Regions from separate parts of the Drosophila melanogaster genome. Here all the other regions are linked to region 6. Evidence: chromatin contacts called from public Hi-C and targeted proximity ligation data. All regions are on one chromosome and are shown on one strand. The core of a region is the stretch at or near the end of the contact, and the rest is flanking DNA. Distances in the headings are between cores, read along the strand shown. Region 1 holds the start of Tl (Toll). Region 2 holds the start of Ald1 (Aldolase 1). Region 3 holds the start of His2Av (Histone H2A variant). Region 4 holds the start of CG6142. Region 5 holds the start of lncRNA:CR46061 (long non-coding RNA:CR46061). Region 6 holds the start of plum (plum,). Region 7 holds the start of CG14252.

What was found. Hi-C and Micro-C count contacts between places; a contact is called where the count stands out from the background.
Region 1: a Hi-C map of the Kc167 cell line shows a contact between it and region 6, with 2.3 times the contacts expected there. A contact is called at or near these places in 2 of 107 Hi-C or Micro-C datasets (the Kc167 cell line and eye imaginal disc) and 2 of 7 datasets of targeted methods (the Kc167 cell line and the S2 cell line).
Region 2: a contact with region 6 is called in a Hi-C map of the Kc167 cell line, with 3 times the contacts expected there. A contact is called at or near these places in 11 of 107 Hi-C or Micro-C datasets (the Clone 8 cell line, the D17-c3 cell line, the Kc167 cell line and 4 more) and 2 of 7 datasets of targeted methods (both in the Kc167 cell line).
Region 3: a Hi-C map of the Kc167 cell line shows a contact between it and region 6, with 4 times the contacts expected there. A contact is called at or near these places in 1 of 107 Hi-C or Micro-C datasets (the Kc167 cell line) and 2 of 7 datasets of targeted methods (both in the Kc167 cell line).
Region 4: a contact with region 6 is called in a Hi-C map of the Kc167 cell line, with 4 times the contacts expected there.
Region 5: a targeted proximity ligation map of the Kc167 cell line shows a contact between it and region 6, with 4 times the contacts expected there. A contact is called at or near these places in 3 of 107 Hi-C or Micro-C datasets (the D17-c3 cell line, the Kc167 cell line and embryo) and 2 of 7 datasets of targeted methods (both in the Kc167 cell line).
Region 7: a Hi-C map of the Kc167 cell line shows a contact between it and region 6, with 3 times the contacts expected there. A contact is called at or near these places in 1 of 107 Hi-C or Micro-C datasets (the Kc167 cell line) and 1 of 7 datasets of targeted methods (the Kc167 cell line).

Annotation. Positions count from the first base shown.
Region 1 is chr3R:26,797,269-26,800,981 of dm6, reverse strand. Tl (Toll) reads right to left here and starts at 1,941. Exons shown (of 4, transcript NM_079794.3): 1 at 1,502-1,941.
Region 2 is chr3R:26,260,333-26,264,115 of dm6, reverse strand. It overlaps Ald1 (Aldolase 1), which reads left to right and starts at 2,525. Exons shown (of 4, transcript NM_170262.2): 1 at 2,525-2,780. CG6154 reads right to left here and starts at 1,454. Exons shown (of 8, transcript NM_143214.2): 1 at 1,130-1,454. It also overlaps asRNA:CR44321.
Region 3 is chr3R:26,865,045-26,868,669 of dm6, reverse strand. His2Av (Histone H2A variant) reads right to left here and starts at 1,741. Exons shown (of 5, transcript NM_001276068.1): 1 at 1,575-1,741; 2 at 1,184-1,261; 3 at 888-1,001; 4 at 1-314. The coding sequence starts at 1,577. The coding sequence ends at 84. ball (ballchen) reads left to right here and starts at 1,863. Exons shown (of 3, transcript NM_143251.1): 1 at 1,863-1,894; 2 at 2,015-2,379; 3 at 2,436-3,625. The coding sequence starts at 2,146.
Region 4 is chr3R:26,130,620-26,134,571 of dm6, reverse strand. It overlaps CG6142, which reads right to left and starts at 1,418. Exons shown (of 4, transcript NM_143209.2): 1 at 1,310-1,418. Cipc (Clock interacting protein circadian) reads right to left here. Exons shown (of 5, transcript NM_001276054.1): 5 at 3,898-3,952.
Region 5 is chr3R:26,233,251-26,236,979 of dm6, reverse strand. It overlaps lncRNA:CR46061 (long non-coding RNA:CR46061), which reads right to left and starts at 1,655. Exons shown (of 3, transcript NR_133456.1): 1 at 1,374-1,655; 2 at 1,171-1,324. It overlaps CG12290, which reads right to left. Exons shown (of 1, transcript NM_001300611.1): 1 at 2,280-3,729.
Region 6 is chr3R:26,532,705-26,536,592 of dm6, reverse strand. plum (plum,) reads left to right here and starts at 1,376. Exons shown (of 11, transcript NM_001260388.1): 1 at 1,376-1,869. scrib (scribble) reads right to left here and starts at 243. Exons shown (of 25, transcript NM_001260393.1): 1 at 196-243.
Region 7 is chr3R:26,943,211-26,947,226 of dm6, reverse strand. It overlaps CG14252, which reads right to left and starts at 1,693. Exons shown (of 6, transcript NM_143256.2): 1 at 1,647-1,693; 2 at 1,263-1,461; 3 at 1,072-1,208; 4 at 957-1,010; 5 at 581-896; 6 at 1-526. The coding sequence starts at 1,647. The coding sequence ends at 16. It overlaps CG46339, which reads right to left. Exons shown (of 12, transcript NM_144487.3): 7 at 3,904-4,016; 8 at 3,718-3,841; 9 at 3,465-3,655; 10 at 3,233-3,400; 11 at 3,027-3,170; 12 at 1,918-2,959. The coding sequence ends at 2,704.

The DNA.
Region 1 (3,713 bases), core at 692-3,191, 260 kb before region 6:
CAAGACGAAAGACCCAAGCGGAGCATCTTGAACGTTTGCAGTTTGCCGTTTTCCACTTCATTTTTTTCGTTCACTTCTTTTTTTTTTGGCAGAAGTTAAGTAGACTGTTAAATGACTTCCGCAGTTTTACCTTCACAGACGAAGACTAGCATTTTTTTTTTTCAGTTTGCCGCCATTGTTATAGCCGCTTTGAAAGCTTCTTTGCCTTTGATGTGGGCCAAAGAAGAAAAATCTTAACCTAAATCCAGAGTACAGTTATTCGGAAAACCCTCAGGCGAAAGAAGCTCAATGGCAGGATGTTAACTATCGGAAAAAAATACAATCAAAATTTATATATATTGTATAATTATTGTTAAAACAGCATTGTTCTTGAATTCAAGACCTGCTGCTTCTGAGCGATAATCGTTGAACTTTTGGGGTTGAATCTTGGGGTTTTCCGAATTTTTCATATAAATGTAGCTAGTGGTCAAGGGCTATCAACTAAGAAGAGATTTATGGTGTTGGAAAACCCAAGAAGAATCGAAATGAATTAAAAACAAAAGTCTAAGTTTATCATAAGGTCATACGATTTTTACCATAATTGGTACAAGCGAGAAGATTCTTGTCCCTTCCTTCTTCTCTTATTTTGTTTTGCTGTTTCTAATCAGCAACTTATTAGCTTTTAAAGCACAAGTGGGCATTTTCTGGTTTGTTAGAAGTACTTTTGAAACCTGCATTACCCAGGTATTTCCACCTTCAATACGAATAAAAGTCCCCGCAATGAAAACCTGTTGAACGAAGCTCTCTTTGGTAGTAAATAAACTTTTGTTGTGTCTGTTTGTTTTTTCGATTCCAAACTGGTTTTTGGCCAAAAATTCAAAGTGTTAATATGCTGGCTCGTGAGCTTTGGGCCAAATGCGTGTGGCTTTGTTTTCTTTTTTGTTTCGTTCATGGGTTGGCCAAAACGCAAAGCACACCCCAAGGCCGAAGAGCACTTGCTGCTGCACTGCAGCATTTTGCACATTTCCCTGGAAAGTGCCGAGAAAAACCACGGAAATTGTGGACAACAAGAGTGTGACACACACAAGCACTGGGGAAAATTGTGCAACGGTTACAACTGCTGAAACTGTTATTCATCGCCAATTTGCACAGGAAAAAATACGGTTTTACGCAGAGTACTAGTAGTAGTAGTAGTAGTAGTAGTAGTATTAATAGATCAATTTAAAGATGTTTACAAATATTTTACAGCTCATTTTATGTACTTTAAATTGATTTTATCTGACTGTGATCAAAACTGGAACAAAATGTCAACCAATTGCCCGATGAGCCATCAATTTGGTAAATTTTTTTCTGTGCAATTATAGGCGAATTGGACTGATCAGAGAGTGGGACAGAGATAGCTGAGCTTAGCGCGAGCCAAGCGAAGCTTAGCACAAAGCAAAATCGAATGGGAGATAACGAGACAGAGCGAGATGGCACGGTTCAAAGTGTAATAACTGAACAAGGAGACGTAAATACTTACCGTTTTAATACGTGTTTTATTAAATGTGAGGTTAGCTACTCCGCTGCGATCTCTTGTGCAAATATTAATATTTATTTGGCTTTTCTTAAGCTGCCACGAACAAACACGCACTGGCACTGTTGTTTAGCTTCTCTGTTCGCGCTTGTTCGCACTTTGAAGCCGCGATTTTTTGCGATTTTATTTTTGGTTAAATGCTTGCTACACTTTCACACATTTGCATTTAATTGCGCCTTGTGTTTCTTGTTTTTATGGATTTTGTGCTGCGTAGCGTTGCTCTTAACTTGGCTTATTCGGTTGCCAAATCGCTGGCCACAAAACGAGACAAACAAAAGCGGCCCACAACACACGAACGCGGGACTCTGGCTGGGAAAATCAAAAATCCAACTGCTACAAGCGCGACAAGCGTGCGTTCACGTCGGCGATTCGGAACAAACTGAACTCGACTCGAAAAGAAAGAAGAACTGAGAGATGAAGAGCTGGTAGTGCGCTTAGTGTGGAGGGAAAGACGAGAGAGTGGCTGAGTCGGCGGCAAGATACCCTTTGCTCAATATAGAAAACATTATTTACTTAAATTTGTAATCAGCCTATTAATATATTTTATTTTAAATTTTAATAATTTTGTCACAGTCTTTATATGTTTTATATCATTTTGTTTGCTTTTGGTTCCTTAAGCTCCAGTTTGTTAAGACATTTTAAATTATTATTATATTTTTTATATTCTACTTTTAATAACATCCTATCTTGCTACTTTTTTAACCTTAAATAACGTGTGAAGTTATTTCTATAAAGCTGTTTGGGTTTTATATATAATCAGCTTATTATAAATAAATATGAGTTGGATAAAAATGCTAGTCTCGAAATTTTTTTATATTTTTGACGTACTGATAAGAATTTTTAGAACAACAGTTCTTGTAGCAATAACACAATGTGATAATATGAGGAATCGAGCTTTCAGTTGATTTATGTTAGTTGACTAGGATTTTTATAAAAAATAAAATTCTTTCCCTAACTTCTGAGTGGCAAACGATATAATAAGTCGAGCAATTTCTTCTACCCCACAAATACCGTTCGAAGGTACAGATGCGTGGGAGAAAAAGAGAGAGACACACGAATTATCTTCGTGTCTGTGGTCGTTGCACTATAAACAAATCGCATGCGATAAAAGTCATGCGAGAGAGGAAAACAGTTGAAATACAGGTACTTCGTATAAGAGTATAAGAGAAAGTGGTAGAGCAAGAGAGCCTTCTACTGTTTTGTTTTCATTTTTGGGGGAAAAGCCGGCAGTTGTTGTTGGCCAGTAGTTCTCAGTTCTTGTTAGCCAAGTTTAACCGGTTAACTTCAAAGTCTAAGCATCTCAGGCAGCATACGTAATAACAGTGATTATGGATTTATTAGTTGATTAGTCTCTCTCTCTGAGTAAAATGTAAAATGTAATTGCCAGCACGTAGCAGACTGCTTGCTGTTGTTGTTGTGTGCCAATTAAAACCACACTTCCACAACATCTACCCTCTCGCTCTGCCGCTTGCGACTCAAATGAAGTGGAAGTGCGTTCTGCTAATGCGGAACAAGGATGGGACATAGCTCCCGGGGGAGCAGCGTGTGAAGTGCGACAGGGACGGGGAATGGGAAATGCAAATGGAAATCGTATCCCTCTGCAACTGTGTTTTCTGTAATTATGCACGGCGTATGGAAAATTAGGACATGCTTATGAATAATCTTTGAATTCATGTACAATTTTCATAGCAATCTTGTGTTGATTCCATTTCCCAATTGGTAATTATCTAAAGTCTTTGAAATTTAAATAAATTTGTTGAAATATTACAACAACAATTTTAATGTTTACTACTAGGCTTACACCACAATTTTCAAGGATTTAAGATGTTTTCTTTCCAAGCAAATAACTTTACGTCAAATCAAACAAAGCAACGCAAATCTGGATAAGCTTAATAGGCAACATAATGGCTACTTCTCCCCGCAAAGATGCATTAATATACACATTTGCCACACTGCCCGTGTTTTTCATTTCAAATACCTAGGATTTACTGTAAATTTCAAAGATATTACCGAAATATGCGCATGTAATTCTGACCGAAAGGAAATTCCAGTAATTTCCCATTCAATGTACCCACATGGGAAAACCCAGCGCACAGGACACACATCGGGAGATTTATTCCTCATTTGCCTTGTTTTATGTTAGCTGCAAAATTTCACT
Region 2 (3,783 bases), core at 1,276-3,775, 270 kb after region 6:
TTTGTATGCTTAAGATTTTATCCACAATTTTTCAATCAAAAATGTTTACCCATCGAGTAAAAAGTAATTAGTTTGCAATGCCTACATTTTCATTTCATATCGGATACTGCTCCATTGAATGACGTTCTCTATTTAATTGAACTCAATCTCCAAATAGCTTTGCAAATCTAGGCTGACGAATAATAGGAAAACGCAATTTGTATCATTTCAAGAGGGATTCCTGAACAAAGATACAAAATTCAAACTGCCAGAGACCATAAACACTTTGTTCCGACCAAGACTAAAAATGAAAAGAGGAAAAGGTAACAAGCATTTATAAATGCCGCAACAAAAGCTAGTGAAATGTGAGCCGGAGACTGGTATGAATTTCGAATTTTGGTTAAGCTATAGCTACTGGGGCGTGGCAGAAAAAGGGGCGGATTAGGTTCAAAGCAAATTGTTGCGGAAGGCAGGAATCAACATTATCATCAGCAAGCAGGATGCTGTTCAGTCGGTTATGGGATACTCATTCTCATTTTGGGCAAATGCAGATGAGGACGAGACAAAACACAGACACAAGTTTAGGGAAGGGGAGGCTTTTCCCTGTGTGTGTGTGCGTGTGTTTGTATATGTGTGGGTGGAGGCGTGGGGGAGTGTTTTGTGTCGCCTTCCGCATATTAATGAGCCAAGTGCCACAAAGCCAAGCTAAACGCGCTCTCATCAATTGCTCAATATTATGACTCTGGCTGGCAGAAATCTGCATACGAAACCCATATTGGTATGTATGCTGAATACTCAGCAAGCCCCGGGAAAACTATTTTGCATTCTTTGTTGCACACATTCTTTTGGTTTTCGTGAACTCTTATAAGAAGAAAAATGGAATTTAAGAAAAAACTATTTCAAATGTCCTTTAACAAAAAGACTAGATAAATAGAAATATAGTATAACCTAACTATAGTTGATCAAAAACTTTTCTAGCTATTTTGCCCTAATCTTTAATCTTGCCATTTATTGTAAAGCAAAAAAAAGGGTTCCATCAATATTAGTTTTAGAAATGAACATTTTTCTGTAGTTTTTTGAAAGATACTTTATAATCTGATCTACATCAACTTTTAATGAGTATACCAAATCGAACCAAATCGTTTCTTACCAAAACTGGGAAAACAATTTATCATTCTTCTGAACCACAAATTCACTCCTCTTTTTCGTATCTCCTCTTTAATTTAATATGAGTTAAAACACAGCTGGTGCTTGAATTTCAGACTCTTATGCACTCCACTTTCGGTTCACATAACTAGAATAATCAGAAATTATTTCGCTTTGGCTGCACCACAGTACGTAGCGTATACGCCGCGGTGTACGCGGGTGTGCGAAGGAGACGCGCAGCGCAAGTGGAACGCAACACGTGTTGGGCGACAGGTGCCGAGCGTTTGGCACACAACTCGACCGACCGACGCACGAATTCGAACTGAAAACTGAACCAGAATCCCCAAACGAAAATGGGAAGCGAGTGAGGCAGGCACGAGAACCGAAACAGGACGAAGGACGAAGCCACGAGGCACAAAGAGAGCGAGGACAATGAAGAGCACTGTGGCTAAGGTTCCTTCATTAGGTAAGCATATTATTTCATATATATCTAGCAACTGTATCACTTTAACTAAAGAAACCTAAGCATAGATAGTCTATGAAATATCTAAAATCCTTTAAATGTTATAACCCGTTCCACAGTCATTCTTTTCATTCAGAAAACTGTGCCAAAGTCATATTAGGACATTTTAAAGAGCGAAACGATTTTCTCTTTCGCTCGAACAGATTGTATGGCAGAATAGGGGGATATTTTCTCAAAGTTTGCGCTCTCAATCAGCTGTTTCCAGTGCCAGGGGGTTGAGTCCTTTAACATTGCAGGAGGTCAGGCATGGCGTGAAAGTCGCTTATCCTAGCTGCTGCTTCTGGCACCCCTCGTTTTTGTTGCGCTGCCGCTGGAGCGCCTGATGCTGATGGTCACGAAAAATTCATTGACCGCCCCAAGTAAAGCAGGTCGCTCGTAATTAAGGTTAAAATACACCAAATTAATTATTCTACCCTCTTTTCAATGCATAAGTAGAATAGGAAATGTTGTTGACAGGTTAAAAGATACAAATACTTGCAAAGATAACACTTCATTTTTAATGCTTTTTTATAGTTTTGGGCAAGAAAGCTTGGCAAGACATATAGTTCACTTGATGAGGATGATTTGGGATGACTATATCCAGCAAGACGCGACATTAAGTTTGTGGCACTTTATTGTTTTTAACATTTCAATACTATTTCAATATATATCGTATAGTGTTTGAGATCTTAAGATAAATTATTTATTATGTTAATACGCTTTGAGCACATTTCATTTAAATTTTTACCGCCCAAACGAAAGCTAAAGCTTCTCAAAGCTGTCTAATAAGTTTTACAGCTTATCTGTTAGGTTCCATCCCCCACTAAAAGCTCCCAGAATGAGCTTTATTTTGGATACCTTTCGTTTGGGGATCTGGGAATTTAAAGCGCTTGGCTCAGTCGGTTGCCCAACACCGTCGGCGACGACCTCCAAACAACCTTTTGGGGTCTCGCTCGGCATGTCTCGCTTATTTCGCTTTGGAATTTCACGTTGACGCCGCAGTCAGCGGTAGCAGAGGCATCGGCAGCGGCAGTAGCAGCGACACGGGCCGAAAATAAAAGCGTTAACCGCTCTCCTCCAGTGCAGCAGCAGCAGCGGACCCAGCCAGTAGCCAGCAGCTAATCACCACATCCCAGATTCAGTTTCCAGTTCGGTGAGTGGGCGTCATACGCAGTGAACAGAACCCCTGAGCCCCTTAAAAAAAATTCAGATATTTTTCCCCCCATTGGCGGCAGTGCAGTTGAAAAGTCGCGTAATCGTTCCCATTTCTCTGGGTGTTTCGTAATCCAAATCTACAGAGCAGCAGCGAATCTGTAGGCGTGTTAGTGTTAGTGAGTGCGTATTCGAATATAGTTTAATTATTCTCTAATCTTACCATTTCCGCGTGCTCGCCACTTTTATGACAAGTTCTAGAACCTCGAGGCTCTCGAGTGTTGTTGACCTATGCACCGCGGTTGAAGGAGTGGGGGGGCTACGCGAACTGCAGGCGATAAGAAGCCTTATCGGGTGACTTTTGGCTCACTTTCGTGAGTAGTAGTTTTCTCTACCGGCTCAACCGGCTCTCTTACTTTTCATCCGCTCTTTCATTCGAGTTCATTTGCTTGTTGGCAGGCTTTCAACTGCAATTTGTAGTCGCCGCTGCGGTTTTTCTTTATAAATAGTTGGCGCAAATGTTAAATGTATGTACTATACATCGCGATATACATATGTATACTTTCCCATCGCTCTCTCGCTTAGACTTCAATTAGCCAACGTCATCGTAAATTCATCAGATTGTTGACGTCTTCTCATGATAGACGCAATATGCTTTTGTCTATTGCATTTTATACCTACCATTTAATTGAGATTTCAGTGAATGAAGGAGAGCAAACATTTTACCGATAGTTTGTAGAGAGTACATGAGAAAAGAGGGGCAGAAGTTTAAGGGTTGTTTTGAAACCTACAGAAAACAAGTTTTGGTACTCCAAAGGACTTCCTTTCAAGATCAACCTGATTAGGATTTTTAAGAAGAGTTTTGAACATTTAAAACAACCAATTTATGTTCCTTTGATCGTTTATATCAAGCTTTGGGAAATTTTATAATGAATATAATGGAATTATAGGTATACATTCTCATTGTAAAGTATAAGCTAATCGATGAAATAAGACTAGATAAG
Region 3 (3,625 bases), core at 492-2,991, 330 kb before region 6:
GTCGGTGTTTTAGCTTGTCTCTGCTGAAATCTGAATTAAACATTAGTGTTGCATGTTTCGAAGGCGTCCGATTGCCGACTGGCTTAGTAGGCCTGCGACAGAATGACGTTGCCCTTCCGCTGCGGATCCTGCACCGTTTCCTCCTTTTTGCCGATCAGCGACTTGTGTATGTGCGGAATGACACCGCCACCAGCGATGGTTGCCTTGATCAGGCTGTCCAGCTCCTCGTCTCCGCGAATGGCGAGCTGTAAGTGGCGAGGAGTGATACGTTTCACTTTCAAGTCCTTCGATGCGTTGCCTGCCAACTCCAGGACCTAAAATGATTGGGAAAACCAAAGAAATTAATCAAAGATTTCAATTGAGGATAAGCAAAAGCTAAAGCAATTTATTTACTTGTATCGCTCATTACCAAAACAAACTTTGAAATCTTTTAAATAAAATTTCTTTAAATAAACATCACAACATTAAAAAAAAAAAACTCAACGGTAAACGTTATATTCGGAAAAAAGGCGGGAAAAGTGTAACTGCCTAATGGCGCAAAAACTCTATAAAACTGTATAATTCTTAGAAAATTAAAAGCGTTATACATTAAATCGAAACTACTGTTATTTAGATTTAAACAACTGATAATGTGCGCCTCGAGCATTTCATGAATTAGATGTACATTTTCATCATTCTCATTCCACACGAAATGTCAATAAGAAAGTGTGTTTTTGAATTGGAACGGGGAAATTCGAAATAACTGTACACAATAAGAAAAGTGGAGAGAATGCAACTGTGGAAAAAAAAATGTTTCCCTTGAATATTTCTGGTAAATGCTGTTTACATTGAAGCGAGAAAAAGTACCACGAGAGAAAAGCGGGAAAACTCGGCGGAAGCACACTTACCTCGGCGGTCAGGTATTCCAATATGGCAGCGGAGTACACGGCTGCAGTGGCTCCGACGCGTCCATGTGACGTAGTGCGGCTCTTGAGATGACGATGGATGCGACCCACGGGGAACTGTCCGGGACATAAGAGGCAGGTAACTGGTTAATTGGCTTGACCGGCTGGCTTGTTTATGTTTTTGTCAACCCCAACCAACCAACGAAGGCGGGCACCCTGTTAGTGTGGTGGAATATGCTCGTTGGCGAGGTGGGTACCGAAAAGGCGCCAAAAACCGAGGTACAGATTGTAAAACTCACCTGAAGACCCGCGCGCGCGGAACGCGATACCGCCTTCGCCTTGGCCTTGCCCGAATCCTTGCCTGCTTTACCGCCAGCCTGCGAATAGACACAGCACAATGCATTTCTTAAAATAACGAATTAAAGCGAATGTGGCACGAGTCGCAGAAGAAAACACAAAATGGAGGCACCGCTGCCAAAGTGAGGTTACGGCCGATTGCCCGCAGCAGCACAATAACAAATGCCCGCCGATTTCGCTGCTCCTTGTTGTTGCGGCCTACGTGGTGTCCACTTTGCGTGCACTTTGTTGTCCGCGTCTCCGCAATCCCCGCATCAATATTTAATTCGCGGGGGGCACGCGCAGTGGGAAAAGCGAGATGCGCTGCCGCTCAAAAATTCACCGCAATATTACCATTTCTGTTCAATCGATTTTTCTGCTGCCTGTAAACTGCGCCTGCTTACGAACGTGACTCTGGGCACTCGGTGATTCTAACTGCCGCGATGGGAATGCCTATTTTGTTGCAACACGAAACCGGAGCGTGCGAGTTGTTTCTACGGAATTCGGTTTCGACTACTTGAAATTTTTTCGGGGAAAAGACGCCGTCAGCGGACGCCAGGGGTGGAACGGAATATATCGATGTGTGGCCAATCGATATGCCCTCACCCCTAGATGGTAGCTTCCTTTTGTGGCCGCACATTGCCAAGTGGCGCCGTTTTGCAGAGCTGTCTATCGTAATATATCCTTGAAATCATAATCATCCTTTTTTATTTTTATGTTTCAATGACTCGGCAACAGCCCTGGAAATACGTCGTTTTTACAAGTAGTCCTACTGGGTTATATTTTTTTTTAAGCTGTCACTCACTTGACAACCCTGAAGGACGCTACTCCCCGCGCCGATTGGCAACCCTGATGGCCCGGCATTTCGAGCGGAATTTGCGAATATTATACTTGGCCGCTATTTAACGACGATCTTGCCCAGAGAATGCCGCGTGTAGCCAAGCCGAAAGCCGCCGCTCCGGCCAAGAAGGTGGTGTCGGCCAAGAAGGCCAAGAGCAAGCTGTACAAGATGCCGGAGAAGGTGAAGGAGGGCACAGTTTTCACCGATTTAGCCAAAGGCCAGTGGCGCATTGGACCCTCGATCGGAGTTGGAGGATTCGGTGAGATCTACGCGGCTTGCAAAGTGGGTGAGAAGAACTACGATGCTGTGGTCAAATGCGTGAGTGCCGCTCGTTTTTTTTTTGTGGAGATTTGCTATTATAATCGTATTTTTAGGAGCCACATGGCAATGGTCCTCTGTTCGTGGAGATGCACTTCTACCTGCGCAACGCCAAGCTGGAGGACATCAAACAGTTCATGCAGAAGCACGGTCTCAAGTCCCTGGGCATGCCCTACATACTGGCTAATGGTTCCGTGGAGGTCAATGGTGAAAAGCATCGATTTATAGTCATGCCGCGCTACGGCAGCGATTTGACCAAGTTTCTGGAACAGAACGGCAAGCGACTGCCCGAGGGCACTGTCTACCGACTGGCCATTCAGATGCTGGACGTCTATCAGTACATGCACAGCAACGGCTACGTTCATGCCGATCTTAAGGCAGCCAACATACTGCTGGGCCTGGAAAAAGGCGGCGCTGCGCAGGCGTACCTGGTGGATTTCGGCCTGGCCTCACACTTCGTCACCGGTGACTTCAAGCCGGACCCCAAGAAGATGCATAATGGCACCATAGAATACACATCAAGGGATGCTCATCTGGGCGTGCCAACCAGACGAGCTGATCTGGAGATACTCGGTTACAATCTCATCGAGTGGCTGGGCGCGGAGTTGCCGTGGGTCACGCAGAAACTACTGGCTGTACCCCCCAAAGTTCAAAAGGCCAAGGAAGCATTTATGGATAACATAGGCGAGAGTCTGAAGACGCTGTTTCCGAAGGGAGTGCCCCCGCCAATTGGGGATTTCATGAAGTATGTCTCAAAACTAACACACAACCAGGAGCCGGACTACGACAAGTGTCGCAGTTGGTTCTCAAGTGCGCTGAAGCAGCTGAAAATTCCAAACAACGGAGATCTCGACTTTAAGATGAAGCCACAGACCAGCAGCAACAATAATCTAAGTCCGCCCGGCACGAGCAAGGCAGCAACAGCCAGGAAAGCAAAAAAAATTGATTCGCCAGTCTTGAACTCATCACTGGACGAAAAAATCTCCGCCAGCGAAGATGATGAGGAGGAGGAGGAGAAGTCACATCGCAAGAAGACAGCCAAAAAGGTCACCCCATCAGCCCGAAACGCCAAGGTATCGCCCTTGAAGCGAGTCGCAGATAGTTCACCACCCAGCCAGAAGCGCGTTAAGACTGAGCCCAAGTCAACACCCAGGGAGAGAGCTACGCCCAAGGCCAGTCCCAAGCCAAGGAGCACGCCGAAGGCCAGCCCCAAGCCACAGACACCAACAGCAGCGCGGCTCCGTAC
Region 4 (3,952 bases), core at 169-2,668, 400 kb after region 6:
CACTCCGATTCATCCTGAACGTGTTTTGAGCTCAAGTTCAACAGGTTTTGGGGTTACAAGAAAACCAAAATCAAAAGTGCCAATAAAAATAATGACTTGGCAAAAGGAGCGAAATTCAGTTAATGCTAGCCAACCGGTTCGTGGTCAAAACAAAACTAAAATGAAGAAGAAACCAAATCAAGGCAAACATTGCAAATAAAATCAAAATAAATCGATCGCGAAGACGCAGCAAATATTTAAGCGTTGACCCATAAACCGCACACGGATGTTCATAAAAAAAAAACAATATTGCTCAAAAAATCCTCAAAAAAGGTCGAAATTAAATTACTTTAAGTTGTGGGCGCCAAATGTTTTTTTATGCAAATTATCTCAATTTGGGAATTTTCGAAGCGCCAACAAAAATTGCACAAATGTTAATAAATCATTTCAATTAACCTCAATAAAGCCGGCAAGTAGTTGAATGAGACGATACAGTAGCCAAGTTGAAAACTGGTTCATCGATTGCTTAAAATAAACCACAATAATGAGATTCCACGACTCTGTCTTTGTTCAGTTAAGTTCTATTTCTTGGCCATGGCCTTGTAGTCGGATTCACTCGATCGGTTACGACGATTACAGAACTACTTAAAGCCGGTTTCACTTTGGACACGCCTTCCGAAGGGCGATGTATTCATTAAGGTTCTGGCTATCAAAATCACTCCAATCAATGTGGGTCATTAAGCCGAACTTAATTGGCTGAGACGAACGGGCTAAAGATCTTGATAACTATAACATGAAATTTGTTAAATCTGATTCGAAAAATAATTATGTTTATGAGTAATTAAGTTGACCATTAGGAAGTATTAACAAATTGCGGTTAGGTTGCTCAAAAATTATCTCAAAACGAAATCATCCAGCTAATTAAGTTGATATTGTAATACAAGAAATTTTATAAATTAACTTTTTAAGTTCAGAAAGTGAGAGTAATATATAGAAAATATACGTATATTTATATATATCTTTCGGTAACTAATACTATTGATTCCAAATACCGAGGGTGAACAATATTTTCCATTTAAGCCTGCAACACAGATACATTTCATTAGCCAAAAACCGCAGAACTGCATTTTTTGTCGGTCTAGCAACTTGACAAGTTCTCACAAGAAAAAACCACTTGCTAAATGCTTATAAAGTTTACGTCAGTAGACCAGATTGAAACACACACACACGCACGTTGCAGCACCGATTGTCACAAATTCTCTTATGAAATTCTAAACACGTTTGCCAATGCAAAATCCATGCAAATCGATTGGCTATAGAATGCACTTACGAAATGCTCTGTATAAAAATGGGCCACTAAAATTCACAGATACTCCGGATCGATTCACCTATTCACTTGACGAATGCGCATGCGCGCCCGCTGATGTCCGGCGCTTAAATGAAACGTTGCTGCCCGGCCTGCAGCGTTGAAGCCTATGCGAGATCAAAAAGTAAAAAAGTAAAAAAAAAAAGTTTCAAAAACTGAGTTAACAACACGGGTAGCTGCCGGGCTAGTCGGTCAACGCGCTACGTTCGAGCGATCACGAAAGAAAGATACAAGATACATTTGAGCGCCGATCCACGATGGACCATTTATTTTCAAGTTCATCGGGTGAACTTGCAAATTTTTTTGTCCGATTTACGAGCTATTTTTGGGGAATTTGCTGCATGTTGATTAGCGCCACGCTGATCGAAAGATCGTAAGCCTAATCATGCTGGACAAGTCGATGATCAGCGATTTGTCGCCGACTTATTAGCGCAGAGGTGCGAACGCTCAAGTAGGTGAATTAAAGTGCTTCCGCTGTTTACGGTTTGCGATCTTTGAATTAATATTGGAACCACAATAATGGAACGAGTCATTGGACTGCCCCTGGTGAAGTTCAATGTCAAGATTTGAATCGCAGAGACGCTTTTCCGGCTACGCTAGCAACCTTACCAGATCGTCTTGGTTACATGGGTCTGCTGATCATTAAGATGGCATTCAGGGGATTACAAATGCTTGACCCAGACTCATTTGCATACGAACAACAGCCAAATCGTTTCTTTAATGGGCAACTGAACACATTTTTTTGGCTTTAGCTCGCCCGATTTCGCAGTTACTTTCACAATACATTTTTTATCTAATTTTTGGCGATTTTGGTGAATCGTAAAATCAGTGACCTTGAGTACAATACATATGTTTCTTTTTATAGCTACAATCTGAGCATATGGACATGAATGCATTTTGCATTGCTTTATTCGATATTTGCCCAGCTTTTATGCATATTCATTTGGCATGACTCGGCGGCAAGTGTAAAATAGCCTGGCTCGTTCATTTCTATGGAGTTCAAACACGTACTCCACCAAGTGCTCAACTACTCAAATGGTGACCTGATAATTGATTATGGATCAGGAAACAATACGTCTTGCTAATTAAATTTTAACTGCCAAACAAAGGGTATACATGGATAATTGCAAATCTGGAATTTCCAAAAAGTAATTGCTCAGGGCAGAAAGTGAGACTGCACTTTTTGAGATTTTTGTATGAGATTAAAAAAAAAAAAATTAAACAAACTATCTGCTTATGTGTTGCACATCTCTCAAAAGAACCTTCTCATAATTAGCACAGAATATATGAAATGTTTGCTAACGAATTCACATTTTACATACTTGATTTGCAAATTAGCAAACTCAAATAGTTTCCAATGCCAACGCATAGTGTAAAAATTGGCTCAAGCAAACAAGTAACACAAGTGCATTATTCCCAGCAGTTGTGGTGCCAGTGCTAAAGTTATTTATAGGCCAGCTACTTCAATGGACTCACTACTTATATTATAAATTTTAATCACTTGGACAAACACTCCCCAAACGCACTTCATGAACGACCTTGTCAAGGCAACAAGCATACAAATCTGAGTTGATACAAAAAATGCTGGCGATTTAACGCTCCGCAGCCAAAGACAACAAACGGTGGCTGCTCAGACGGATATCAAATAATACAAATTACCAAATACGAATCCGAATCACGGCATCAAAATAAACCAAATCAACAGTTTCTGCACCGCTTGCCGGGTGGGCAATAAAAACTCTTCAGTGTCAAGTGGGCCGGGTCGCCCAGCACTTGGGCCCCATAAATCACGTGTCTCAAACAGATGAAGTCGTGACCGGAGTGCGTAAAAAACCCAATAAAACAATATAATGCCTGTAAACTAACAATAATAATAGCCCCGCTGATGGAGCACCCGCAATGCCATAAACGCATCACGATGATTGACCAACGTCACCGGCGCTTTGGAAAAATTATGATTTTGCATCTGAGGGCTGAAATTGAGCCGAGTGCTTTGAGTGTCAAGAGTGCGGTTAAAAATAAAATTTAAGAGCCGAGTTGAGACTTGGTCGACGTGCAGACAAGGGTGTACCACCATCGTCATCAAAATCCAAGCCACAAATGACACTCAAAAGGTCTTAGCCAGGCTAAAGAGGGCCGACTTAATTGAATGATCTTGAAACAATTGCTGAATAATTTTATGTCTATTGAGTGGATATGCATTATAACCAACAATTGATAGGGAGTTCCGAAAATGTGTAATCTAGATTTTGTTTTACCTAAGTGCTTCTACATCATTTTATGTCATATTAAACCTTGTCATTTTAAAATGTTTGAATAAACTTTTTAAATATTTCCCACCACTTATTCAGCGTTTTTCAGAACATCCATACCTTCGTGACAAACTCGATGACAGACTCCATGTCAAATCTGTGCAGCCGAGATGGTCTTTGAACGCTTTGATTGGGTGTTATTGACACGACCAAAGTACACACAGCCATGACTTGTTTACTTTATGGTCGGGCTGCGTGTGAGCCAAGAAACCCCAAAAAGAAATAATGTGAAATATGTTTAATTGGTCACTAATTTTATTGATGAATTCTTTTGTTATGAGTTGGATGATTTGTT
Region 5 (3,729 bases), core at 406-2,905, 300 kb after region 6:
GGCTATATTGATAGTTAATTCTTGGCGAGCACCTATGACAGATTGGGCCCGAACTTCCGTGAGGTTCATTGACACAGCGCTTAGATTATCTCAGCTCAGTCTTTAGTTTTCCGAGCTTTGACATCAGATGACGCACTGACGTGTCATATCGGCGGATCTGGGAAAAAAACCAATATGTCGCAGTCGCAAAGTTTATTTCCTCTTGCCTAATCGACAAATTTGCTTAAGATGACAGCAGCTTGTCCACCCACACGGCCTTCTTTGCTCCTCACCTGACTTTCGACAGTTTCTAGCGTTTAAATCCAATTTATTCGTTTCGTTGCTTGTGTAGAACGCTTGTGCTGAGAATAAAACAAGAAATATCGAAATTTGTGCCTCTGTGCCAAATGCCAAAATCTGTTCTAATGACATTTGGCATTCTTTCTACTTTTGTTTTGCTACTCAGCGGGTATACGAAAATGGTTTTTTAATGTTTCTTAAGTTTTATTTAATAATGCAGCTATTCAAATTAATATTTTTATGGCTTCACACCACGGAAGCAAGTTGACATTTTGGGTAATATCGCCATATCGCAACAAATTTGTTGATTTTATGAGTATGTCTATTTTTAGCACGCAAATAGAAAACAGTTTTTTAATTTATCCAATAATTTTGTAGAGCTCTGAATTTAATTACACGTATTGCCATTGAGCGTTGGAGTTGATGCGCTCGAGAGTTTCGATGGCTCTTCTACGCGCTTCTCATCAATCGGAGTCAAGGGCCCTTCTCGGCGCTACTCAATTATTTTAGTTAATCGGCTAGTTTATGTTTCTTTTATTTGGTGCTCGTGTAAACGTTTCAGGTTTCATGTTTCACGTTTCACGCCACAAAGACCGTGTACCTAATTAAAAAGAGCTAATATATATGCTAATTTAATCTACGATATTTCAGTCAATTTGTTCACACCGCCTGTCATGTTCGGAACTGGAAATTCTATTTTCGGACCACAATTGGCAAACAACAGAAGTCTTTTTACGCCGAGTGATGGGTAGAAATGTCAGAGGCCTCACCGAGGCATATTAAACGCACCATAGAGCGAGACGCGCAGTGAATCATAAAGTAAATAAATAAGTGCGACGCTCTCGTTGACCGATTTGTTGAGGGACAGCAACGCATCCGCTAGATACTCACTGGGTTGTCCGAGAGTCTGGTCGGCGTTTCAGATTCAGCTTTTGCTTCTGCAGCGCTTTTGATTGTGATTTTGTTTATGTGCCGCATTTTTCTGTTGAAAGACTAAACACACAGACGTTCCGTTGTCACCGCATTGCTGCAAAAATTAGCGTGCCTATATGGAATATCAGTCGTACTTATCACATTTCTTGACTTGGACTTACCCCGACCAGTGGGGTGAGTCAGTTGTTGAGGCAAGCCATGGCTCTTTGATATTTTGCCCGTTGTCCAATCATTAGTCACTGCAACGCCCAGGCGGCCCTCCTCTAATCCTCTAATACCCACCAATTCGCTTGACCAAGTGTTTGATCTCCGTGGTTGGGTTCTAAGTAGCAAACCCGTACTCGTACCAATCACCGACTCCCATATACAGAAGACATCGTGACACCTCCGCCGCTTTCCCCTTTTTCAAAAATGTGACAATCAAATCGGCTGTTTGAAGTCCGAGAACGGAATACTGAGAAAAATAATTCCAATTTATTTTACCAATGTTTGTTGATCTGAAATTGTACAATCTCGTATTTCGCTTATCTAAAAAAGCGATTGAAGGCGGGTTTAGCTTGGTATCCAAATAAAAATAACAATAATATTTCTCTACGTGTACAATTCGTTTAAATTTTGAAATGAAACACGCGTATGTCACAATCATACAAAATTGAAATAATAAAGAGTTTAATATATATCGTGCTGTTTCTTTTCGGTTTATGAATCAATTAATACGGGTATGGGTGGCGGGCAAACGAGTGCTGAAATACTGAATGAAATGCTGAACTCGTGCGCCCCTCCGTCTGGTTAAGTGTTTGTTCGTGTTCTAGAGCTCTTGTCGGCAAAGTTGAGAGCAGGTTGGATGGTTGGATCGATAAATTCACTCGAATCGCTGGGGTCTCTATTAATTAGTGCGAGCCCAGAACTTTTTGGACCAACCTCTGGAGCTGCAGATGTGGAGATCAGCGTGGGTATGTTAGAATCGCCTTCAATCCCCCAATTGAACTGCCCCCAGTGAAAAAGTCAAGATAATTAATTCTTTTAAGACACATAATCTTTTATTTGAATAGTTTCTTGCTCTTTTTGTGGTTTGGTATGGTTTGGTTGTGTTTTCGTTTTCGAATTTATTAGCAGCTTGGCTGGAATATACCGGATTTGACTTGCATCAACCACCAATAGTTGCTTTTCTTTTCGGATTAAAAGCTAATTTGTCACATTGAACTTGGTTTGGTTTTACATTTGCTTTTTGCGCTTACATCGAATGGTTTAGCGAATGACAGTTGAATAAATTTGAAAAAATATCACTATTTAGTAAAGTATGTATACACACATAAGCTTGTATATATTATAACTATTAATACATGTTTTAAGTTATTTTTAATGCATTTCGAAATTACATTCTTGGTTGCCCCCTTGCTCAACATCACAATAATTGGTTTTGAAATATTTCCTTTGTCCGACACACATGCATGAATATTTATAGATATTTCCTATGCACACACTCTTTATAAAATATAAACTTTAGAAATATAAATTCGAGGTTTTTTTGTGTTGTGTGAGTGTGTGTTGCTTTTGTTGCCTTTTTGTGCAGCCAAGGGAAATCAAAGCAGGAGAACTTAAGGTATAAAGCTTTCTGGCCTGCAGCATAGTAAAGCAAATGATACAAATGCCAGGGGCAATCGAACATTTTCCATGCATTATGCATGGGCCGTGCCGATGGCTCCGACCTTTGACCTATTGCCGCCATCCATCTCGCACTTCAAATTATAACTAATGAGGTATTTAGCTGCACGCAATGCCCGCGGTGTTCTAAAAAGCAAATTGACTTAATGGCCCAATAGCCGTTGGCTAACCAAAGGCTAACTAACTGCTGACTGACATTCTGGCCAACTGGAAAACCAACTGTGCACTGGCCAAAATGCATTTTCAATATGAAAATGCCGCCTGCAACAGACGCTCCAGTTGGGCAGGTGAAAAAGCACTGCTCGGCACTAGGTGCTCGGTGTAAGACTACTCGGCTCTACAACTTAAACTCTAGAATACACATATGCTTTGCACATTGACTTAATTAACTTATGAATCGAATGTATGCGTCTCTTCTTGTTTAGCCAGAATGTTTTTGGAGTTAAAGCTTTGCGGCGTGGATGTCTAATAAATATTTACAATTGTTTCAATAAATAATAAACTAGTTGGGGAAGTTCGAATAAGCTGTGCTGTCTTTGCTATTTTCCTGTGATTTCATCTGAGTAAAAACATTAAATGTTCATATGCAAGTTGCTTAGGTACATTGATTACGATCTCAACTTGGCTTGGCTTGGTTCCACTTTTCAGTTTGATATCCACCCTAAGATTATAACTCCCATCACTCTCAATCTTTGTTAATTTGACTTGTACACAGTTTTCTATTTTTTAAAAGGTACTTTGTTTTGTTTTTTGTTTTTTTCTTTTCTTTTTTTGTTAATTTAAAGCATCTCAAACTTTCTAGTTTGACTTTCTTTGTGGTTTTGTTTTTTGGCATGAGAAGCTTCTAGGACA
Region 6 (3,888 bases), core at 127-2,626:
AGGGGCCACACAGAACAACGAAAATCGCAGCGAGCAGCACGTCTAAATTACGAACACGTACACGCACGCACACACACACACTCGCACGCACTCATGCAGTTAAAAAACAGGCGGTTTTTTCGCTTCCACACTCAAAAGCGGTCGAAAATCACGAGCGTTGGGTGAAAATCAACCGTTGTTTTCATCCGCGTTTACAATTTTTTCTCGTCGTCCGCCCGCGCGCAACAACAACTCTTTGCAGTATGACGCTCTGGAAAAACCAAGAAAAAGGTGACACTCCTCTTCCATCAACGAAGTATCTTCGCATACGTTCACACTTTGGAGAAATTTTGTGAATCGCCGTCTGGTCACACTACTAGCAACTGCGCAACTCACCTTTAGTAAAGACAACAACCATTCGTTTTATTTGCCATCTCTATTTCCGATTTTTAATCGGCGCCTTCCTATTTGAGATGAAGTTTAAGTTAATATTTTAAATTAAGATTAAAAGATAATGAATATTTTCATTAATTACGTTAAAAAAGGAAAATAACTTGAATACTGTAAAGTACTTGGTGTTCGGTAAGTAATTATAATATAATATAACACAAGATAATAATATAATATGTAATATTTTTCTAGTGCAAAATAAAAGTTACGTTTGTCTGTAATAAATTTAAATCTTAGTACTAGATTCAACAAACTGCATTTTTTTTGTGTCTCTTTTTTGCTTTACTCGCATTCCGTTTTGTTTGTTTTTCGCTGCTCGAAAAGCTTACGCTGCCGACTGCGACGTCGACATTGAAATTTTGGCGTCGCAAACAAAAACAAAAGTTGCCGGCTCTCTTCAAAGCTCAAATTGAGCAAGATAAAAGAGTGTACAAATTCTCTTAAGTTGCTGCTCTCTTACAACCGCTTAATGTTAAGCAATGTTAACCGATTTAAACCCAAAGGTTTTGTTCTTTGTATCTTGATGTTAAAAAGAGCTGAAATTGTTTAACATTTTTTTTTGTCATAGGAATGTGTATTTGATATTCCTTCATGTCTATTTGGTGTTTAAGAAGATATTGAGCATTATTTTTAGTGCTAAGTTTAAGTGAAGCCTAAATGATTAAAGCTGTGGAGTTCGATTTTTGCAATGCAAGACAACATCGTAAAGAAGAAGTAGAAGCTGGTAGTTTTTATCTTTTACGTTTTAAAACAGATGCGAATTTTCCATCTGATCGCAATCGTATTACATTCAAATCGGCGCCTTTCCCGAATCGGTTAACATAGCGCCGAGGAGAAAGAGAAATTGGGGGAGTATCACTATCGCTTTCTCGTTCTTTCGCCGAACGGGCTGCTTGTCGCCGCCGTTCCATTCATAAGCATAAGTTAAGCAGTGCGCCAAAGCTCGGCGAACAGTTTGGACGTGTTTGCTGCGTCGCTCTGTGTAATTGCGGGCGGATTTCTCTAGTAAATTTTTGCCGGCGCTTGTAAATTCGCGATATTTTCGACGACGCTGCGTGCTTGTGTGTGTTTCAAACAACAAACAAAAGTTAAACAAGCTGGGCAACAACAGTAATTGCAGCTATGTGTGCGTCTGTGTTTGCGTGTGTTTGAGTGCGTGAGTGCGAGCGAAACACAAACGTAAAGCGGAAATGCAAAAAAGACAACAAAGGTAGCAGAAAAGTAAAAAGTAAAAAGTAAAAGAGAGGAGCCGGTGCAGCCAGAAAGAGCAAGACAGCACGAGTGGGGGCTAATGAAAACGAAATGTGATTCATTGGCTTTATCAATTGTGCAAAATTCCGGCATTGTTTAGTCCTGGGCGACAAATAAATTATGACATAATACAACAAAGGGCGAAATAACAAGAAACTGGAGACGCAGCAAAGCACAAAAAAGCGTAAAGTGCGTGTATGTGTGCGAGTGGGAGTGCGTGTACGTTTGTGTGTGTGCGTGTGGGTGGCATCAGTATTTGAAAATTGAGAAATTCCAAACAAACAAAGCGGCAAAAAGGATATACGAATGTATGTAGCAAAGGAAAAACTCCAAGTACAGTAGTTGCTGCTGCTTCTTGTTCACGCAAAAGGCAAAAACGCAAAAAAGCAAAAAAACCCAAAGGCAAAATACCCGAAAAAGCAAAGGCAAAGCAGCAAGAGCGTAGCAAAAACAAAAAACAAGGAGCAAAACGGCGGCATCTCAAAAGCTTAGTAAGCTGCGCTGCTGCTGCCGCCGCTGCTGTTGCTTCTTCTTCACTGTTTTCTTCTCCTTATTTTTTATTTTTGCAAACAAAAAAGTATATGATGCCCAAACAAGAAGCGCAAGAAGAAGCAGCAGTCGGGAGAGGAACGAGCATAATAGAAGGTAGAAATTTCGAGGAAATCGAAATTTGCGTCGTTGCTGAAATTCGTTTGTTTCCTCATCTTCCTCCCCTTCGTCCTCTTCATCCGCTCTTTCGCTCTCTGTTTTCCTGAGCGCCGGATTTTGCGGCTCTTTGTGTGTGTGTGTCGTGTATCTGTGTGTTTTTGTGCAAAAATTCGCGTACAATTTGTTTTATATAACAACAACTACCCCAATGTGATTTCCTTTGCTCAGCCGGCTTTTTGCTCATCTTCCAGTTTTGGGTTTTATCTTAAACCAAAACCGAATATTATACAATATATTTCGAAAAAGATGTAAACGAGACAAAGTTTTATATCGCAGGGCTGTAAACAAATGAACGCCACAATGCACAGAAGAAATAAGCTAGTATTTCCAATATTTTTTCAACCAGAAGCATTTTTTATTTTATTCGTTTAATTTGCTTGCTTGGTTAATAAAACAAACGAATTTTTAATAAAATTCAATTAGAAATCTAAATGCTATTACAAATTTAAACGCAATCCAATTACTTTCTGTGTATTCAAAACAAAAAACCGTAGCTCAAATTCGCACAAGCGTTTTTTTTCATTTTTCTTTTGATTTATCGAATTGTTTTTTTTCAATTGTCGTACGGATAAAAGTTTGTCTGCGATGTGCGTTACTTTTTGCAAAGCCTTTCATAGTTCGAACAGCAAAGGCATCAACAATATAATAGTAAGCCAGAAATATATTTTAGCATTCATATATGCGATTTTTTGCTTTTTGCGAGCTTTGGTTTGCCGCGCAATTTTGCGCTCTTGAGATAGAAATGTATCTTGCAGATACACGCGCCTTTTGTCGAATTGAAATTGAAATGGGCTCCGCCGCCTTTTATGTGGCATCATCACCGCCATCATCATCATTATTATTATTATTATGACTACTATCATTATTATGGAGATGCGTGCGTAATGGCAGATGAAGAATCTGAGCCGTAGAATCTGCGAATTTATCGCAGCTTAAATCCGAGCACACACAAAAAGCCAGTACAAATTTAGGGCCGATAAAAGGATGTCAGAGGAAGTAAAAAGAAAGGATAGAGGGGAAAAACGCAGGATGAAGGATACCTTTGTTAATGCTGATATTATTATGCTAACTGATAGCAGCAGAAATATCTATGTTAAAAAAGGTAATTTTCAATGCAATTCTATACTCATTGCTAAGAACTTATAGTTCTTGGTGTAATAACAGAATATAATATCTAACTGGCGAACAAAAAAAGTTTAGAACGGAAATAATTGCAGTTCGTAAAACAATAGAAACCAAGGGGAAAAAACTTCGGTTGGCTTTTGGAAAAACTTTCTCAAAACTTTATGCTTTAAAAGTGTAATCAAGTAAATCAGTAATATTAATAATAACTTGAAACTTTTAGTTTCTCATACAGAGCTTCTTTTAATTTGATAAAAAAGCGACGCGAACAAAAGATGAACAAGAAATGAAAATTTGTTAATTTTGAATATGGCTTTTTCCAATCTTGGTATGTATTTTCACTGTCCCTTGGGATTGTTTTCCACCCCAAGCCACGGG
Region 7 (4,016 bases), core at 444-2,943, 410 kb before region 6:
ACGTTTAATTGGTCACTATGCTTTTTTATTTACTTCATTCTGTTTCTTCTGCAAGACACATATGATATTGTATATTTGGCGTTTTGCTTCGATTAGCAAATCATCATTCAAGACGGCTAGCTCTTTTGTTACAAATTGACTAAATTCTTCAGCAGCCTTATGCTTTTCAATGGAGGGAGATTCGAACGGCTTTGTCGATTCATCTTGGTCCAACACTTCAATAGACACCTTGCAGTGGCTAGGTTCAGTATCAGACCAAAAACAGTCTTCACTGCACGCGGGAGAGCTCGGCTGAGTTTTATTGTCAAACTGATTGACAACGGAATCGCTAGAGCTCGGTGGATGGCTGATAGGATCGGGATCCGGTTTCGGCTCCAATTCTTTGAACCAGGACGCATCGTCTTCGTAGCTGCTACTGTGCTCGGAAAATACATCCAGCTTGGTGAAATCAATAGGAGTCTGGATCTTTAAAATCTTCGAATAATGAATCCACTCGGACTTATCTCCCACCGAATCTCGCTGTGCTCTGCAATTATTGGTAATGTATTATAACAGCATAATAAGCTTATAAAGTTCTTACCTAAACGTGCGCATAAGTGATTCAATTTTGGATTTGATATCGCCCGGTAATATGCCAACACCACGCAGCTGCAGTTCATTATGCATATCCTTGTAGACATCCATTTTTTTCCTATCACTCTGTATGTGACTGGCGAACTTTTCCCACACATCAACGAATATGCATTCCTCCGCCGGCTGCCAAACTCTTCGCGCCTTTACTCTGACATTGCTGGTTTTGCCGAATCTTTTCCTAACTCTTTTGGCGTTGGGCATTTCCTCATCGTCAAAATAGTTCACAGCACTTTCATCCACGAAGACGGTTTTGAATGGTGTCTCTATAAAGAAATGAAAACCGCTTAGAATGTATACAATTTAAACTTTTATGAATTTCGAACCATATTTGATACGTTGTGCGGGATTGTTCATATAAACAGAAGAGCGCGTTTTATCTGAAATTTCGAAGTCTTTGATTAGATACATTTTCCTTGTTGGAATTCAATGGACTCTTACGAGGCGTCTTTGATGGCTGCGTATAGTCCTTCCATTCCGAATCCTTCCCCTCGTTGGCAGATGCTCTCACCACCAAAGCCATCGCATCGAAGTGCCTCCAGGTGATAGCTTGGTCTTCCTGGTCGGAGTGTAACAAACTGAAATCCCAGAGATTATCAAACCGATTCTTCATCTGAAAGTTGTGTACTGACTTGAAATACTTCCGCTTCAGGGATTCCATTTTCGACTTTATGCCTTGAACATTGATCTCTACGCCAACATCTCGAAAATAGGGCTCCAGTTCCGCATAGGTTTCTGTCAGTTTCTTGCCAGGCTCAAACAGATGCAAGTTGTGGATCCAGATGTCGATGAATCTGTCCTCTTCGGAAGCGTCCCATTTCCTTCTGCTCACTAGATGAAATTGCATAAAGTTTGAGTTTGAACTAGGGATTTCAAAACAAAGCCTAGTATCTCGGGTGTCAGGAAAACACCAAAGTATTCGACTGATTGATACCACAAAAGTCAAAGATGAGGTCTGCTATTTATTAGGTAACCTAATTTGTCTTATTTTGTTGCTAATTTCGTTATATACTTACTTTTTCAAATATACAAGCTGTGTTAATATTTGTTTACAAAAATTTAGTTGATAGTAAGACCGTTTTATGAAACCCAGAAAATTCTTGAAAACCAATGTTTAGGGTTGCCATCAAGTGCAATTTATTCATATATTTATAAAGTGTGACCATTCTGTTGAAAATACTGAATTTCAGGGCCGCATAAGCAGTTGATTTAATTTCTTCTTAACCGCCAAATTCAAAACTCCCAAAATAAATCAAAGTTTATAAGCAGTAATTAAAGAAGAGTTTTGAATAAAATTACGTAAATACATAGTTTATTTAAGTGTTTAGTGTAAGCTTTAAAACTTATTTACATGGTTGTGCAGCAGCAATACAAGTATTTTTGTGTTGGGCTTTACAAAATACATAATAGTTACACGCGTACATGAATAAATATATTACTTGTGTGTTGTGTGTTGTGTACTACTCTTGCTTTAGCAAACAATTTAAACCATGTACTAAGGACACTCAGTTTCATTATCTTCCCATGCTCAGTTTCCTTCCAGGACCATTAAGTCCCTTGATTGGATCGACTACAAAATAGATTTTTGGTTCACTTAGTGCTAGATTGATTCACTTAGGATCTAAAGGTGTGCGAACAACACAAAGTACTTGACAATCATAAGTATAGATATAGATATAGATAATACAGGTTTTAAACTTTAGATATTTCGTGGCAGATATTGTGTTGTGGACTTAAACTGTTGCCTGAAGTGATGAATGGGAGTTATTCGAACTATGCATTTTCCGATTGCTTTCTATTTTTTAGTAGGAACGTTGCAGAGCAATGCCGCAAAGCAAAAGAAGCGAGACTTACAAATAAATAAATATACAATTGCAAAAAGTAAATCGTTTACCTAAATTATGCTGGCTAACTTACACGTTTATATCACTTTTCGCAAATAATTCGTTTGATTAAATTAATTTGAGGCCTTTGCACGAATACAAATAATGGTAATAGTTACAATAACTAAATCGCATTTTTTGGTTGAAATCAATTTGAGTTCTCCCCCATTTCCAACTTCCATGTGTTCTCCTAAAAGATATTGATCTGGAACTCGCTGACGATCCCCTCAAGGAAGTTCTTCAGGCTGTGGTACGAGTGGCTGCGCCAATAGATGTTGTTGTTCACCTGCTCCAGCGCCAACTCGATGGCCGATTCCACGGCATGGAGTCCCAGTTTGCGGCAGGTAGCGGCCAAGTCCAGAAGCTGGTGCTTATGGTAGTCCTTGTTCATGTAGATGGTCAGCGATTTGATCATCTCGGACAGCGTGGAGAAGCCATCGCCATAGCTATGGTGCAATTGAACATAACTAAATTAATATATACATTCAACCTATCACACAAAGTATCACTTACTATTCGACAATCTCCTTTATGTTGCCCTGCAGAAAATCAAAGGCTATCTCATGACCAATGGCATTGGAGGCCACAGCACGGAAGGCCAAGGCGCCATCCTGTTTTAGTATGCCCGATGTTGGATTGATGGTCATGTTGAGGTACCTACAAAGTTGTTGCACATCAGTCTTTGGTCTTTGATGGATCAAACTGTTGTAGTTACTCACTTGGACAGCAGCCAGGGTTTGGTGGTGCAGCCCAGTGAGGTCAGTATCTCCTCCTTCTCGGAAGCACTCGTGGTTGTCTTGTACTGTTTGTAGGCGAAATACCATTCCGGTGACGAGCCCTCCGCCAAGGAGGTGCAGTAGATCACAGACTTGAGGTTTGGCTTAATGCTGTTGATTTATGATTGCATCGTTTTTAATAAGTTTTTGTATTGTATTTCAGTTACAAGCTTACGGATTGTTTTTGGGATCACGCATCCACTCGCGGAACTTCATCTGCGCCTTTTGGGTGCAGCGATCGTAGTTGAACTTGCAGGCAAAGTAGGCCACCAAGGCGCGGTGCTTCAGTTGCAAGTGGGACTCATTGTCCGGCTCATGCAGGCCATAATGATCAAAGGCGGGACGTACGATGAATTTCATGAAGGCCTGGTTAAACAAAATATATTATAAAACACTCTAAAATTTACTAGTTTTACTGGATTCCCTACCCTGAAAGTCTCATAGGCAGGCTCCCTCTTCAGGTTGTAGATCAGATAGTTGAGACCAGGTTTGGCGGCAATCCACAGCAGCTCATCATCCACAGCATCGAACAGCTCCATGAGGAAGGTCAATCTAAAGGCAAACGTATTTTTATGTTAATAATTTCATTTACTTGTCTTACTTCTCAAACTTACGGTATGTCGTAGGTAAGGTATTCCGCTTGCGACAGATGCAGTGCATCATCCAGCAACTGGGCCCTTGTGATCCTGGGCAATGTGCTAAAGTTCTTCTTGAGCGCCAGCCAAGA